2 separate regions of the Mus musculus genome follow, and region 2 is linked to region 1. The links are chromatin contacts, called in public HiChIP or PLAC-seq maps. All regions are on one chromosome and are shown on one strand. The core of a region is the stretch at or near the end of the contact, and the rest is flanking DNA. Distances in the headings are between cores, read along the strand shown. Region 1 has its middle 87 kb from the start of Nck2. Region 2 overlaps Gm38628 (a long non-coding RNA gene).

Region 1 (7,679 bases), core at 3,243-5,742:
TGGTTGAACAAATCTGTGTGGTATGCAAAGTACTTTGTCCTTCCTGTTTCATAATTCCAAATCACCAGAGACTCTTTTTAATTTGTTAGTAAGGAGTTCAGCTTGCTGGCTGTTCGGCTTCTCTAATAACATATATTTCTTGCTTGTTCTTTCTCTTTCTCTCTTTCTCTCTTTCTCTCTTTCTCCCTTCCTTCCTTCCTTCTTCCTTCCTTCCTTCCTTCCTTCCTTCCTTCCTTCTTTCTTTCTTTCTTTCTTTCTTTCTTTCTTTCTTTCTTTCTTTCTTTCTTTCTTTCTTTCTTTCTTTCTTTCTTCCTCCCTTGGAAGCAGGCATGTGCTAGAAAATGGAAAAGAAGTGATACAGAAGCATCTTCCAGACTCCCTTTGCCTTCCAGGAACTGATTATCTACAGAGGGAGACCAGGCGGGAAGCCTGGCATCTGTCACAGAGAGCAATGGGGTCATCTTCTCAGCGCCTTGCAGTCTCTAGGCACATTCATGCCTCTCACTTACTACCCGTGACATCTTGTGAACGAGGAAGTCAAGACTTTGATGTGGATTTAAAGTAAGAGAAATAGAAAGCTCTTGATGAAAAAAAAAAAAGAAAGAAAGAAAAAAAGAAAAGAAAAGAAAAAGGCTCTCCAGTGCCTCTTAGAAACAGTTAGAATTTTACTTTCTGAACAGGTTCTCTCTGCCCCCACAAATACCGGCTAAGGTACAGTTTCACAGCGATGCTGTCTGGGGTCAAGTATGTTTGCTGACATGGGCAGCTAAGTATACTAAAAGCCTAATGGGCTTATAGCTTTCAAATTAGACTAGACCAGCACTTTGTGGTGATGCCAGCATAGAAGAGAGCCAAGATGGAAGGAGCTGAGTGATCTGGGAAGAGAGAGAGGAAGCTAGGGGTCCTTTGCTCGGATTCTCTGGGGGGTATCAGAGGATGTGGAATGGGGGGGGGCTTGGAAGCCCTGTAGTGGGGTTGCTTCTGTCATGGCCTCATGGGTAGTACAGCCTGCATGTGCAAGCCTTGTGGGTTGAGTGATGATCTCTTGCAAATGAAAGCTGTCGGAATCAAGGCATAGGCAGGGCAGGGCAGGGCAGGGCAGGGGTTGATCCTCTTGCTTCTCTTACTTAAATGAGAAGTTTCTTTTCTGCCCATTGATCTGTGAAGTTCTTGTCATTTAGCATGGAGAAGTGAGTTTTCCCTGGTTACTGATGGGAGACGGCAGAGAGCTAGTTTGAATGGGGGTCATGCCTAATGAATCCAGACTGAAACTAAGCAGTGACTTCAGAAGCCCTCACCACAAACCGGAAAAGAGAAGGGGGAGGGCTCAAGGAGCAGTGCTGTGTGTTCCAGATTGGAAGCACTGACTCAGAAGGAAGCTGAGTCAATACTGTTTGGGATTTTATTTGTTTTTCTCTTTAAAAAATGTGTTGTTTTATGCCTTGTTGTTGACATTATTTGTCTGAATTGAACATCTGCTGTGTGCTAGTCTCTGTTACCCACTCAGGTTTTCTCACACTAAGTCTTTTGCATTTGGGCACAGCTGTCTTAAATGGTTGCCTGGCTCTTATCCCCTCCATCCCCTCTTGCTTTAACTCAGCTCATGAGGTAAAGGACATGGGATTTACCTCCAATGTAAAGCTTGCTCCAGGTCCTCGTGCGTGAGCAGACAGGATTTATCTTTTGATACCTGAGGATCCATAACCGGGGTGGCTTGTCCCTAACTTTAGGTTCAACTGCTACCTAACAAGTGTCAATCTTCTGCCTCTTGGCTTATGTAAGAGGCAAAAGCGTGGCAGCCCCTGAGGCAGAACAGCTTTATCTGCAACACAGAAATCTTAGAGAAGAGTTTTCTGACCAGCCTCTGCTCGCTGGGGTCACAGAAATGTCAGTCTCCAAAGTCATTAATCCTTTGCGAGCAGCAGCCATGTGGACAGAGACTACAATAGAGCTCTCTCTCCCTGGAGTCAGGATGTTTGGAAACTGCAATTTGATTGTCACTGGATAAATCACCACTGTACTGTGTAGGGGATAAATAGAGACCAGAAGGAAAGTGTTGTGTCCAGGGTGCCTAACAGTGCCGTTGCCAGCATTACCCTTGCAGTGAGTAGCTAGCCCACAGCTATGAGGGGAAATGAGGACTTTTTTTTTTTTTAAAGAAATATATATATATATATTCTCATAACCAAAACCACAGGTACCTGAACCTGGCATCTGAAGGAAAGTCCCCCTTGAACACTCAGAGCTGTGAATTCACTAGTGAGAATTTCCTCCCAGTTCGAAACGACCACGTGGACGGTTCAGATGGCTCTGCTCGGAAACACGCTGAATGTTTACATGGGGCCATCCTTTTTCAGCTGCTTCGTGATGAAGGGTTGTGGATGGTCATTGTTCCCTTTGTTCCCTCAGCTTGGAAAACAGAAAACATAACATCCAAGAGACACAGCTTCTACAGCCCTCACACACAGTCAGGGAGCCAGGGGTGGAGTTGGGAGGTGGGTGGGGTGGATGGGGGCGACAGAGAGGATCTGTTATTGGTTGTTTGATACTCTGTGACCTTCAGACTATAGCCTTTCTTTCCAGTTTGGCTTGGAGGGAAGAAAAAAGTCCTCCTGGCTGTATGAAGCACATGGTGTAACTGAACACCATGCTCTCACAGGGTCTGCATTTTTGTAAAAATGGGTCGAGGTTGTAAATTCCAGTTTCTGAAGGTTGATAAAAAGTCCTTTAGAGATTCTGTGTCAGATAGCTAAAGCCTTTCTCTCTCAGATGATTGAGCTCAGGTAGAGGGAATACAGGCTTGCCCCGTCTGCATTCCAGCTAATATCAGCCTACAGGTATGGCAGCAATCCTACAATATAACTCAGGATCTGGGCTTCCTATTGCCTAGGACTTCCTGCGGTCTCTTCTATGTTCAGCTACATAGACACTATTGTGGACCAGTGGCCCATGTTACCAAATGCCACCAAGCTATGGATGGGTGTGGCCTAGGAGAATGGACTCTGCACGGTCTGGGTGTGTGGTAGACTGTTATACTCAGGCCTGGGGGGACGGGGGGTTGGTAATCTAGGGAGCTCACACAGTGATGAGACAAATATTGAGATTTCAGGTTGGTGTCACTATGCCTCATGCCCTTCCTTACCATTGACATTGAAAGTCAACTCCTTACTAATGAATCTATCTCCCATTATGCCAGGACCCTGTAAGGATCATTGACTAAAGGATTTAGCATGGAGCCTGATCAGTGGCTTGCCTTTTTCACCTAGTTCAGTCTTGTGTTTGGTAAATTTTTGTTTTTCACACTTTCTTTGTGCCTCCTTCAGTCTGCAAATTTTCAGTGTGCCCTATCACTCCAGCCAGTCTCCCCACCTCAAAAACCCACCTAAAATCATTTTATAAGTTACCTTACATTGGAATTATGTTCACCTGTTCAGTAGTCTCTCTAGCCATGAGGAACAAATTCGAAGATGCTGCCCTCCAGTGCATTCTGAGACCACACATAGAATTGAACCCGATATATACTATATGCCTTTCTATGCATGTATACCTGTGATAAATCTTACTTGATAAATTATGAGCAGTAAGATATTAACATCAATAGTAATGAATTATAACAGTATAATAAAAATGACACGAATGGGACCCTTCTCTCATTTTTATTATATACTATACATTTCATTCATGACTGACCACACGGGAACTGAAACCACAGAAATTTGAACAACAGACAAAGAGAAACTTGTATATCGTCTATTTTCTCCCAAACCACACAATAAACTCTGTAGTATCAGGATTGATATAATTTAATCCTTCTTCATAGTTATGGCTGAGTATTGATTGTTCTTTACAAATAATAGGTACTTAAAGGAATTTTATTCCTCAATTTGATCCACACTGACACCCAAGGAGCAGGTGATGATGCCTACTTTCAATGAGAATGAAGTGGTAAAGCTGTGTGCTCTTGTTACGTTACACTAGCAAACGGGACAGGAGGGTCCTGGCTCTCATCCTACCCCCAAGGCCTCACTCTGGGCTAAGACAATCATTGGTAAGCTTACGGGTTGTCTAAGAAAGTTTGCAAAGCCCTTCACTAGCAGTAACATCCTGCTAATGTCACAGTTCAATATCCTTATCCATAGGTTTGAACCTACAGATTAAGCCAAGTCCAGAATGAAAAGAACTGAAAGAAACCCACATCTCTACCAGACAGTTTGATTTTCCTGACTCCCCAAGTAAGACAGCGGCATGTCTACTAATTACACAGAATTCACATGCGATTACATGTCACGGTGCTACAGCTTACAGGAGAATGAGAGCAGGTCACATATAAACACCACACTATTTGGTACAGGGGACTTGCACACCCGTGAACTGAGTGTCTGAGGAGGATTCTAGAGTAAACCCTCAGCATCTGCTTCTTGCTTGACACGCTCTAGTGGGTCCTGTGCCTGGCAGGCCTCATTTGTCAGCTGGTTACAGATGGGCTGCACGCCAACCAGGGAACGAACAATGTGCCTATTGTTGCCTGTCTCCTGGACACTGTACTCTTATTTGATACAGCCAAACAGCACCCTGGCTTTCTTTGGCATCTATGACCCATTTTTTTAAAAGTCAAAATAAACATATGGTTATTTAAATCCCTAATGCTCTTTCTAGAGAAAAAGCGATGTTCTTTTCCTGGTTTCATTAACATACATTGTTTTTTAAATTTAATAATTTTTCTAGATCACTTTTTCCAGCTCTTACTAATATTTTAATTAAAAAGAATGTTATTTTTGTATGTGAAATCCTAAGCTTTTGAATATTTTTCAATATTATATTCCTCACATGATATTTTAGGTTCACAAAAGGGTTGATTTTTAAAATGTCATTTATAAGAACACTGTAGTGGGCTGGTGGCTCAGTGGTTAAGAGCACCGACTGCTCTTCCGAAGGTCCCGAGTTCAAATCCCAGCAACCTCATGGTGGCTCACAACCATCTGTAACAAAATCTGATGCCTTCTTCTGGAGTATCTGAGGACAGCTACAGTGTACTTACATATAATAAATAAATAAATCTTTTAAAAAATAAGAACAATGTATTTTTTTATAAGTCTGAGTGTGATTTTTGAACTATACATGTACCCATGTTCTGTTCATCCAGTTGCCACTCTCTCCTCTGTGCAATGTTCCAACTCCATCCACACACTTGTATTTCAGAAAACCCGGGAGAGTTGAACAAAGGAACTGCCAGTGCTTGGGGGATGTTGACGAGAAGAGCAGTCACCTGTTGTTGGTATGTTGTTTAACTGAGAACAAAATTAATTATGACATCCATGGAAGAAGGTTGATGGTTACTGAAGGTGCAGACATTTTGGAATGCATCTGTACCTGTCAGTAAACCTCCTGTTTTGGGGGGTACGTTGATTCTAAAGTAGAAACAGACCATCCTGGCACTATCAGATATTAACTCTAGCCTGGATTGGGTTTTTCATTTTGACTTGTAGAGGAAGCTATTAACTGCAGAGAGGGTGCTATACAACGTTACTAGGAGAATGCAGGAGAATTAAAAACTGGAACACTAACAAAGGACGAGGTTGCATCATCAGTATTAATAGGTCCATCTGTGCAACCTCAGACTGATAGATTGTTCTTTATACAGAATAAAAGTGATGTGGAGATAGGCCTTTGGGAGACACTTCTTTGTGACACTATGTGGTCCCATATGTTTCCTGACTCATAAATGAACACTGTTTTCAGAACCTGACATTTTTAACCACCACTGTTTCATTTTGGACTAGAAAACATCACCCAGCTGTTTCCGAATTATGGTGGTGGTAGTGGTGTGTGTGTGTTTATTGTGTATGTGTGTATTTGTATGTGTGTGTGTGTAGTGTTTGCCTCCTGTTAGCACATTTCAAAATGAATGTTTTCCTCATAAATGCAATTCCCATAGTCATTACAAAAATTAGAAAGGTAAACAAATGCATAAAAGACAAAAATAAACCCCCAAAGCTTTAACCATATTCTGATATATTTCACTATTGCCTTTAATTTAAAACTATGAGCATATAGTTTATAAACAAAATGGCATCATTTGTATATGTAATTTCATAAGCTTCCTTTTTTATTTTTAGATTTTAAAGTGAAATAGATAATAAGTATAGATTACACTTATTATCATTAAGTGTTCAGTCTTTATAGTAGCTTCTCTCTCTGTGTGTGTCTCTCTCTGCCTCTGTGTGTGTGTGTGGTGTTTCATCATTCTTGTAGAATTATTTTAGGACTCTTTCAGATAACAATATCTGTGAATGATAAAATCTGTCATACAAAATGGAGTAGTATTTGCATATAACCTACACAATCCACTCTTATACTTTAAATCCTCTCCAAATTGCTTATAATAACAACCACATAAAAAGATGTTGTATTTTAGACAATAACAAGAAAAAGAGTTCTGCAATAAGTTCCATACAGACATAATTTTTTAAAGAATGTTTTCGGGCTGGATAGGAGTATAGGTCAATGGTAGAACACTTGGATAATGTACAGGCTCTGGGTTCAATTCACAAAGAAAGGGGCAGGGAGTTGGATGTTTACTCTGCAGTTGGTTAAATCAACAGATATAGAATTCATGGATCTGGAAGACTGACCATCCATGTGTGAGTGTGTGTATTTGAGAGAGAGATAGAAAAATAAAGAAGTCCATAACATATAGATGTGTGTGCATATCTATATATCTACACACACACACAAACACACACATATATATACATATGAAGAGATACACATGTGTATAATGGGACCATCAAGCCAAAAACTCAGCTCTTGGTGGATGGAGAGATGATTCAGCCATTAAGAGCACTTGCTGCTCTTCCACAGGATGTAGGTTTAATTTCCAGCACCTTGGCATGTAATAACTGGCTATAGTTTCCAATTCCAGAAGATCCAATTCCTTCTTCTGGTCTCCATGGGCACTGGTGACACAAACAGTGCACAGACATCATATATATGACATATCAGACATGCTAGGTAAGCACTCTATTACTGATCTATCTCCCTAATCCTGGTCACATGACCAAAACCAGCTATAATTTTTAGAAGGGTAATCTAAAGAATGAAACCCATAGCCTAGTGCATGATAGACGAAAGTCATACTACTGATCTACACACTCCCAACCTAAGTACATGATTACTTATTTAAGATAAATTAGTAGAAGTGGGATCATTGGTTTTAAAGGCATTAATTGTTTTTAGGGCTCTTGACACATATGGGCCAATTTCTTTTAAAGCTTTTAATTGCCTGAGCAGTCTCATTTTAAGAGTTGGTGAGAGTGATTCACATTACCCTTTATAGCACTGAGTCTTATTTATTCATCATTTGTCTATTTTCATTACACAGTACATTCTAGTTTTAATTCTCATTTAAAAATAAATGCAGTGACTTCTCTAGGTGTTCTATACAGACACTTCTTTTACAAACCACATTTGTTTATTACTCACCATCGTTGTATTTTGTAAGACTTTATCCTAACATCCTCCTTTAATAGATTTTGGCAGCTGAACCTTTAAAAGCTTCAGTGTTTATTTGTAATGTATTACATTTGAAAAAATAAATTAGTAGAGAAATAGAGCTAGCAATCTCTCCATAAGCACTGGGCTTAATTTCCATGCAAGTCTTCATTTTCTTCCTTCAAGAA
Region 2 (7,679 bases), core at 2,821-5,320, 340 kb before region 1:
TGTTGCAGCATCGTTCTTGCTGGCGAGTCAGGCACGTGCAAGTGAAACTCATTCATAGACATGTCCAGAAGTTCACTTTCTAGATGATTGTAATTATAATAAATATCAATCAGCACATTGTATCATTATTTTTGAGCTCCTCCTTATTTTCTGGCATGGTAAGATGGTATGGCTCATCCTCATGTGTACTGTCTGCCTCAGCCTCAAATTCACCCACTTCTCCAAGGATCCTGTATCAGTTAATTTTCTGTTGCTGTGCTAGAACAGCATAACCAAGGCAACTTATAGAAGAAAGATGTTTGGGGAATTATGGTACCAGAGGTATAAGAATCTATACGGCAAAGCAGAAACATGGTGACTGGAGCTGGAAACTGAGATGACATCTTGACACACAAGAAACAGCGAACACACACTACAAAGTCCTGCCTCCAGTGCCATATCTCCTCCAACAAGCCTTCCCAAACACCATCATCCACTGGGTACCAGTATTCAGATGCCCCTGACTATGGGGCACATCTTATTCAGACCATCACAGATCCCACTCCTGTTTCCTTTCATTGGGGGAATGAATTAGAAAGGAAGGTGTGCTCATGAGCTTTAGACCCTCTTAATAGACAAAGCTTGTGTGTGTGTGTCCCCATGTTTGGAACTATATCTGATTACTTCTCTGTGGCTGGAGAGATTGGTAAACAGTTAACATATTTGCAGTTAACATACAGCAATTGTGTAGACCGGAGTTCAGAGCCCACATAGAAGCTAGGTAAGTATGGTGGTCCACCTGTAATTCAGTGCTTGACAGCAATCTGGCTGTCTGGATTAGCTGTGTTGGTGATGCCTGGGTTCAACTGACAGACCCTGCCTCAATGAATACAGTAGAAAGTCATTGAGGAAGACTCAACATCAACTTTGATCCTTTCCACACATGCGTGTGTGCACACACACACCCATACATCTGAACATTCAGATCTACACATATGTACCACATACAAATACACATATATATAAAAACAAACGTAATACACACCAATGTTTCATGCTAACTCTCCTGAAGTCACACAGGGGATATTCTTACCTTCCTTCTTGTGCATTAGCCAACCATCTGAACAGTCAGAAACTTGCATCCCCATCCCACTCTCTTGCTCCTGTTCTTTAAATTCAAGTATATATGTACAAAAGTACCAGTTGTTGGCTTTTACTGTGTGTGAGAAACACTTTATCTACCAAAATATATTAATCATATATAATTTCTCTTGTTCTTAGTCTTATAAACTTCAACGATTTCTAAAGTTACTTAGGTCAGCATCCTCTTCTGCCCCTGAAGTGGGATCATGCCATATATCTGTAATCTAGTTACATCCTGTTTTAGTCACCGTTCCATTGCTGTGAAGAGACATCACAACCGAGGTGATTCATATAAAAGAAAATATGTAATTGGGGGTTTCTTTACAGTTTCAGAGGGTTAGCCCGTTATCATCATGGCAGGGAGCATGGTGACAAGAAGGCAGGTGATAGAGCAGTATCTGAGAACTACATCCTGATCTCACCCACAGTCAACAAGGCCACACCTCTTCATTCTAAGCCTTTCAAAGAGTTCTACTCAGTGATGACTAAGCACTTAAATATAGGAGCCTAAGGGACATTCTTATTCAAGCCACCACACATCACACGAAGAGTTCTGCCTCAGTATATTATGTAATTTCTCCATTTTCTTCTCTTTCTCTCTCTCTTCCTTCTTTTCTTCCTTCTTTCCTTCCTTCCTTTCTTTCCTTCCTTCCTCCTTCCTTCCTTCCTTTCTTCTTTCTTTCTTTCTCTTCCTTCCTTTCTTCCTTTCTTTCTCTTTCTTTCTCTTTCTTTTTCTCTTTCTCTTTCTCTTTCTCTTTCTTCCTCTTCCTCTTCCTCTTCCTCTTCCTCTTCCTCTTCCTCTTTCTCTTTCTCTTTCTCTTTCTCTTTATCTTTCTCTTTCTCTTTCTCTTTCTCTTTCTCTTTCTCTTTCCTCTTTCTCTTTCTCTTTCTTTGTTTCTTTCTTTCTTCCAAAATCATGTTTTATTAATTTTACTCATATATTTAAATAGCATTTCTATTTTACAAAATGAAAAAAACAAAAAACAATAAAACAAAACAAAATGAAAAAAACCCTGTTACTTAAAGGTCTCAACAATTTGATTGCTTTTTATAGTGCCAGGGCTTGCATTGTTCCTTATACATTTTTACTAATTACATTCCAAACATGGAATACTACATGGCCCCTGAACACAACTTGTATTTAGCTATTTCCCTGATGAACTTGGGTTTTGCCACCTTTTCATTATTCTCTACTCCAAAAATGCTTTATTTCAAGTTAGTTGTATCGGGCATCAAACACTATGAATTTCCCTTGATTTCCTCAGTAGTATGTTGTCTTCATGAGCAAATTGCATTAAAAAAATTTCCTTCTAATTCAGTAGTTCAAGCTGCAGAGGATTTTATCCTCTTTCTTCCTTTCTTGTTCTTTCTTTCTTTCTTCCTTTCTTTCTTGTTCTCTCTCTCTCTCTCTCTCTCTCTCTCTCTCTCTCTCTCTTTCCTTCTTATCCTATATATTAAAAATCTGCTCTTTGTACTGTAAAATTCTATGGGTTTTGAAAAGTGTATTTCTGCCACTACAATATCACACAAAATAGTTTCACGGCCCTAAAATGATCCCTTGTGGTTCTCCTGGTTAGCCTTCTTCCTTCCTAAACTCCTCAAGAACACTATTCTATTTTCCTTTACCAAACTGTTACATAAACCTAATTAATATAGTATTATTATAGCCTTTTATATTGTCTTTTTTCTTTACTGATATGGATTTAATATCAATTCATGTTCTAGTTTGGATTGATGATATTTTCCTTTTTAATTGTTGAATAGTGTTCTATTGTATGGATATACCACTGAGTGTTTATTCATTAACATGTGTTATTCATTATTCACGTGTTAATGAATAAACACTCAGTGGTATATCCATACAATATCCATGGGTTGCTTCCACATTTGGACAATAAGACTACTATAAGCATTTGCTTGGGAATTTTTGTGTGTGCATAAGTTTTCAAGTCAGTTGAGTAAATGCCTCACAGTGGTAAGAGTATATTTAGCCTGTTTGTCTCCTGAAATGACTTCCCAGCAACAGTAAAAGATAGTTCCACCACACCCTTTGTAAAAGTTATTATTTCTTGTTTTTGGATTCCAGCCACTCTTGTGGGAATCTGTTCTTATCACACTGATGTCCCTGTTTGTCCTTATTGGAATGTGGTCAAGTTAGAGCACGGAACAATGTATCACTAGCTCTTGATTTTACATTGATTTTCAAAGTGACGCTTGAGTGAGGCCAAAGGCTTAGTGGAAAGCAGCTGTCCCTCAGTGTCAGAACCTGGAAACTTTGGTGGCATGTGGATAGAAGCATCAGGTTGTGTAGAAAGTGACCTGAGTGTACATCAGGAAAAAGAAAACTATAGTGACAAAAAAAAAAAAAAAAAAAAAAAAAAAAGGAACAGAACAGAGGATGCACTTGACCCTAGCCAAAAACAAACAAAAACAACAAAAACAAAAAAACCCTTCTTATAAAAAATGCAGGCAAAGGTGCAAAACTCTATGTCTGATGGGAATCTATCAGATCAGGTAGGATTCCCACTGGCACAGCTTTGCTTGCTGTAAATAAAGGGCCAAAGATAACCCATTCACTCTCCATCCTTCTGAAATAGCTCTGAATTCCCAGAAGTCTGATGCAACCCAGAAGGGCCTTGATGCTGGAATGGGGGATCAGGCAGTGCACAAGTTATAGCATGGCAGAGTGGGACTTGCAAGGCACAGAACTGCCTCAAGCAAATCTAGGTTGCCATGGTGCTTAGAAATGAGTCCCTACTCTGTCAGGCCCACAGTTTGGCTAGTCTTCCATGGGCCCATGATCACACAGGGTTTATGTACAGCTTTTTTTTTTTTTTTTTGTCATTAGTTTTATAGACCCATTCGTTTCCAAGGTGACTTAGGCCAGGCCAGGACTGGAACAAAGAGAATGCTGCAGCAAAGTGACTGGCTGAGAGCCCGGCCAGGCTCCTGTGTGCACAGTCCAAGTGTCAGAGCTGCAGCTGTGCCTGACGAGCTCTCAAGAATTCCCACAGGGGAGGCATGCCCTTCTATTTCAGGCACATACGTTGTTCCTGTTTCTCAGCAGTAGCTGGCTTGCTTGGTTCCCTCCTCCCTGCTACATTCCAAGCATATATCTGTTTGTACAACTATGCTTCATCTGCAGAGAATGGCACAGAGCAGAAAATAAAGGGGAGACAAGGGCTGAATCTAGCAGGATACTTCTGTCCATTCGCTTACCTGGCTCCTTTCACTCGCTTCCTTCTATTCTTTCCTCTTTCCCATATCGCTTACTGTTACTAATGTCCTCAATGACCTATACAACCACATTCCACAGCTTGAGTCAAGATCAGACTCCCAGCTGACCTAAATATCCTCCTATTCTCCAAAATCCACATCTATTCATTTTAAAGCCGATAATTTTTGGGTTCCAAAATTATGAATTTTAGGTTTTTAATTTCACCTGAAGTGATGCAGAGGAATCTCAAAATACCTTGTTACAGTAGACTCCTCCAAAGTCTATGGGTAAAACATTTCAAGCCCCACAGTGGACACCCAAAAATAGATATCCAAATTCTATATATGCAATGTCTTTTTATCATATGTACTTTTCATAAGGTTAATTGGTAAATTAAGTACAATAAGAGATTTTAAAAAAGATTTATTATTTTTATGTGTATAAGTATTTTTCCTGTCTTCATTTACATGTATCACATATGTGCCTAGGGCCCATAGAAGTCACAATAGGGTGTCAGATCCCTTGGAACTGGAGTTACGGATGGTTATTGGCCATCATTTTGTACTGGGAACCAAACCCAAATCTTCTATAAAAACAAAAATGCCCTTAAGTGCTGAGCCATCTCTCCAGCTCTCAGGTATAATAAGAGATGAACAGGAATAATGAATTATCAACCAGGACAATCACAGCCACCACTCTTTTTTTTTAATAAATAATTTTTTAAGATTTATTTATTATTATATCTAAGTACACTGTAGCTGTCTTCAGATGCACCAGAAAAGGGCGTCAGATCTCATTACAGATGGTTGTGAGCCACCATGTGGTTGCTGGGATTTGAACTCAGGACCTTCAGAAGAGCAGTCGGTGCTCTTAACCACTGAGCCATCTCTCCAGCCCCCACAGCCACCACTCTTGTCCTTTGGGATCAAACTTAGAATGGGGTCACTTGAAGGTGTGTCCTGCAACACCATTGATTTGATAGGCAATATGAGTATTCTGCATAAAGGGGCAGCTCATTTCCCAGGAGGGATGGACCTCAAAATTTTCCTCAAACCACCCAGAATAGTGTTTAGTTTATAACTAATGATTTGCTTATTTCTGATCATTCCCATTGAGTAATTGTGTACTGTAGTAGGTCATGGAGAACAGAAACAGTAAGAGCTAAGCCATGGATGTCAGGATGCCTCTGGATGTAAAAGAAACCTGGTGTGTATGCTCTATGATTCTGTTTTGCACAAAGTTCTAGACCAGGCAAAGTTAAACTGTGGTGCCATGTTTGGGAGTAGTTGAACAAAAGGAATTTTCTAGATGTAGGAAATGTCAACATTTCCTAACGTGATCAAACTGGTGCTTGTGTGTGTGGTTAAGGTAAGCAAGCACAGAAAATCACTTAGCAACTTGGGAATCCATCTGACATAGGTTATATGTCAGACTTTTTTTCCATTAATGTGCTTGTCAGCCTAGTCCCCACCTGCAGGTAGTGTGTACACACACTCTCCTTCTAACAATATATCTAGGGCCCCTATTTGCAGGTCTGTGTACAGTCTCCTCTTCTAACAATGAATCTAGCAACCTAAGACACCCACCTATTTCAGGCTACACACATAACTCATTCCAAACAATGTACTTTCCAAGGAAGCTGAATATGGCCTCAAACAACCTATAGATATCAGTAATTTCACTCTATGAAAGAGATTGTTTGGCCTGGCAGTGGTGGCGCATGCCTGTAATCCCAGCACTTGGGAGGCAGGGGCAGGTGGGTTTCTGAGTTCAAGGCCAGCCTGGTCTACAGAGTGAGTTCCAAGACAGCCAGGACTATACAGAGAAACCCTGTCTCGAATAAAACAAAACAAAAACAAAAAAACAAAAAAAGTGGAAAATCTATCAGAGAGAGAGAGAGAGAGAGAGAATGAGAGAGAGAGAGGATTCTGGGAAGAGAGTCAAGTGTAAGAAGATGGTTCATGAGATTGGGGACCAGGTGTCCAGCCTTGTGGCATGACTTAAAATAGAATACATGGGCAGTTAAGCTATAAGCTAGTTGGGGAACAAGCGAAGATTTTAGCCTAGACATTTATTCATGAACTATTAAGTCTCAGAGTCATTATTTCTGGGAACAAAGTGGACAAGTGGGAAACTCGAGGTTGCAGATGGCTCTACCTGCATCCTTGTGTTGTTCATCTTATAAAAGCAGCGCCAGTTACGCATGCATCCGATTTTAGGATTGTTTAAAACTTTTTTTCGTTTTAGTTTTTGAATATGTAAATGGCTTATAGAATCCTGAATTAGAAGTATAAAATGGATCCATCACTGACAACTATTTGCAACTGCTTTCCTAGTTCAAAGTTCCAAAGCTGTCCATGATCCTGGACAAAACAACATGGTTAGGTTCTTCTTCACACCAATAGCAACTCTGTGGTTTCAACTTCTGCATTTGTTACTTTGTGTTGCTGTAATAAAATAATGCAGCAAAGGCAACTTATAGAAAGAAGAGTTTATTTGGGCTTATAGTTCCAGAAGGCTGAGTCCATCATGATGGAGAAGAATAACAACAAGCAGTGGGCAGGTGGCAGGAGAAGCTGAGAGCATACATCTTCATTAATTAATTAATTTACTTATTTATTTACATCCCAAATGCTATCCCCTCCCAGTTCCTGCTTGCAGACTTCTTCCCCCCAGCTACCAGGCTGTTCAGCTTCTAAACATTTTTTAAACCTGTTCTGTCTACTGCTGCATAGTTCTGTGCTTACTCTACGATGTGAAGCCTGCTGTGAAGTGACCGCCTGGTGGAATATGGCTATTTTTTTCCCTTGTAAGTGATCCTGTTTCTTCTCCTGCAGAAGGAGCTGATGAGGAAAACAGCAAGAGAATAAAGAGGAGATAGGGGATGAAGGAGGGAGAGGAGGGAGAGGGAGGAGGAGAAAGTGAGCTTTTAAAGTGCTTTGAATGGATGTTGACTAACTAGTAGTGCTTTGAACAGCACAAATGTAGTGGCTTCATCCCTAAGACCCCCTAAAGGAGTCCGCTGCCATGGCGAGGTGTGGCAGACTCCCTCCTTTCCTCCCTCTTCAGGAGACTCCACCCTAGCCACAGGGCAGTTGTCAAGAGCTCACCCTGCACTGCTGCCTCGAATCCTATCACACCATCTGCTCCTGGATTTCTCCCTGCCCCTATGGAGCATTCATCTCCATCTTATTCACATTTTACTGCTCTCGACTAAATGTTAGTGAGTTTTATCAAGTACTGCAAGCATTCGGGCACTGTGCCAGGAAGCTGGCAGGCCCACGACCCTACTCCCTGTGGTCTGAGGCTCCACTTATAGTTTTAATTTCCAGTCCCTGTA

Evidence for each region. HiChIP or PLAC-seq counts read pairs in DNA pulled down with a chosen protein or histone mark.
Region 2: an H3K4me3 HiChIP or PLAC-seq map of bone marrow-derived macrophages shows a contact between it and region 1, with 5 times the contacts expected there. The contact joins two enhancer-like sites. A contact is called at or near these places in 2 of 484 Hi-C or Micro-C datasets (bone marrow-derived macrophages and nephron progenitors) and 4 of 115 datasets of contacts at active chromatin or transcription factors (astrocytes, bone marrow-derived macrophages, cardiomyocytes and 1 more).

Annotation. Positions count from the first base shown.
Region 1 is chr1:43,355,169-43,362,847 of GRCm38.p6, reverse strand. No RefSeq gene overlaps it. Among named protein-coding and RNA genes, the nearest start is that of Nck2, 87 kb to the left of the region's middle. Within about 2 kb of position 4,492, at least 95 of the 459 cell types and tissues checked have an H3K27ac peak or open chromatin away from gene starts, as enhancers often do. A contact at or near this core is called in astrocytes, where this site is marked.
Region 2 is chr1:43,695,117-43,702,795 of GRCm38.p6, reverse strand. It overlaps Gm38628 (a long non-coding RNA gene), which reads right to left. Exons shown (of 2, transcript XR_865403.1): 2 at 6,816-7,679. Among named protein-coding and RNA genes, the nearest start is that of Gm30634, 15 kb to the left of the region's middle. Within about 2 kb of position 4,070, at least 92 of the 459 cell types and tissues checked have an H3K27ac peak or open chromatin away from gene starts, as enhancers often do. A contact at or near this core is called in astrocytes, where this site is marked.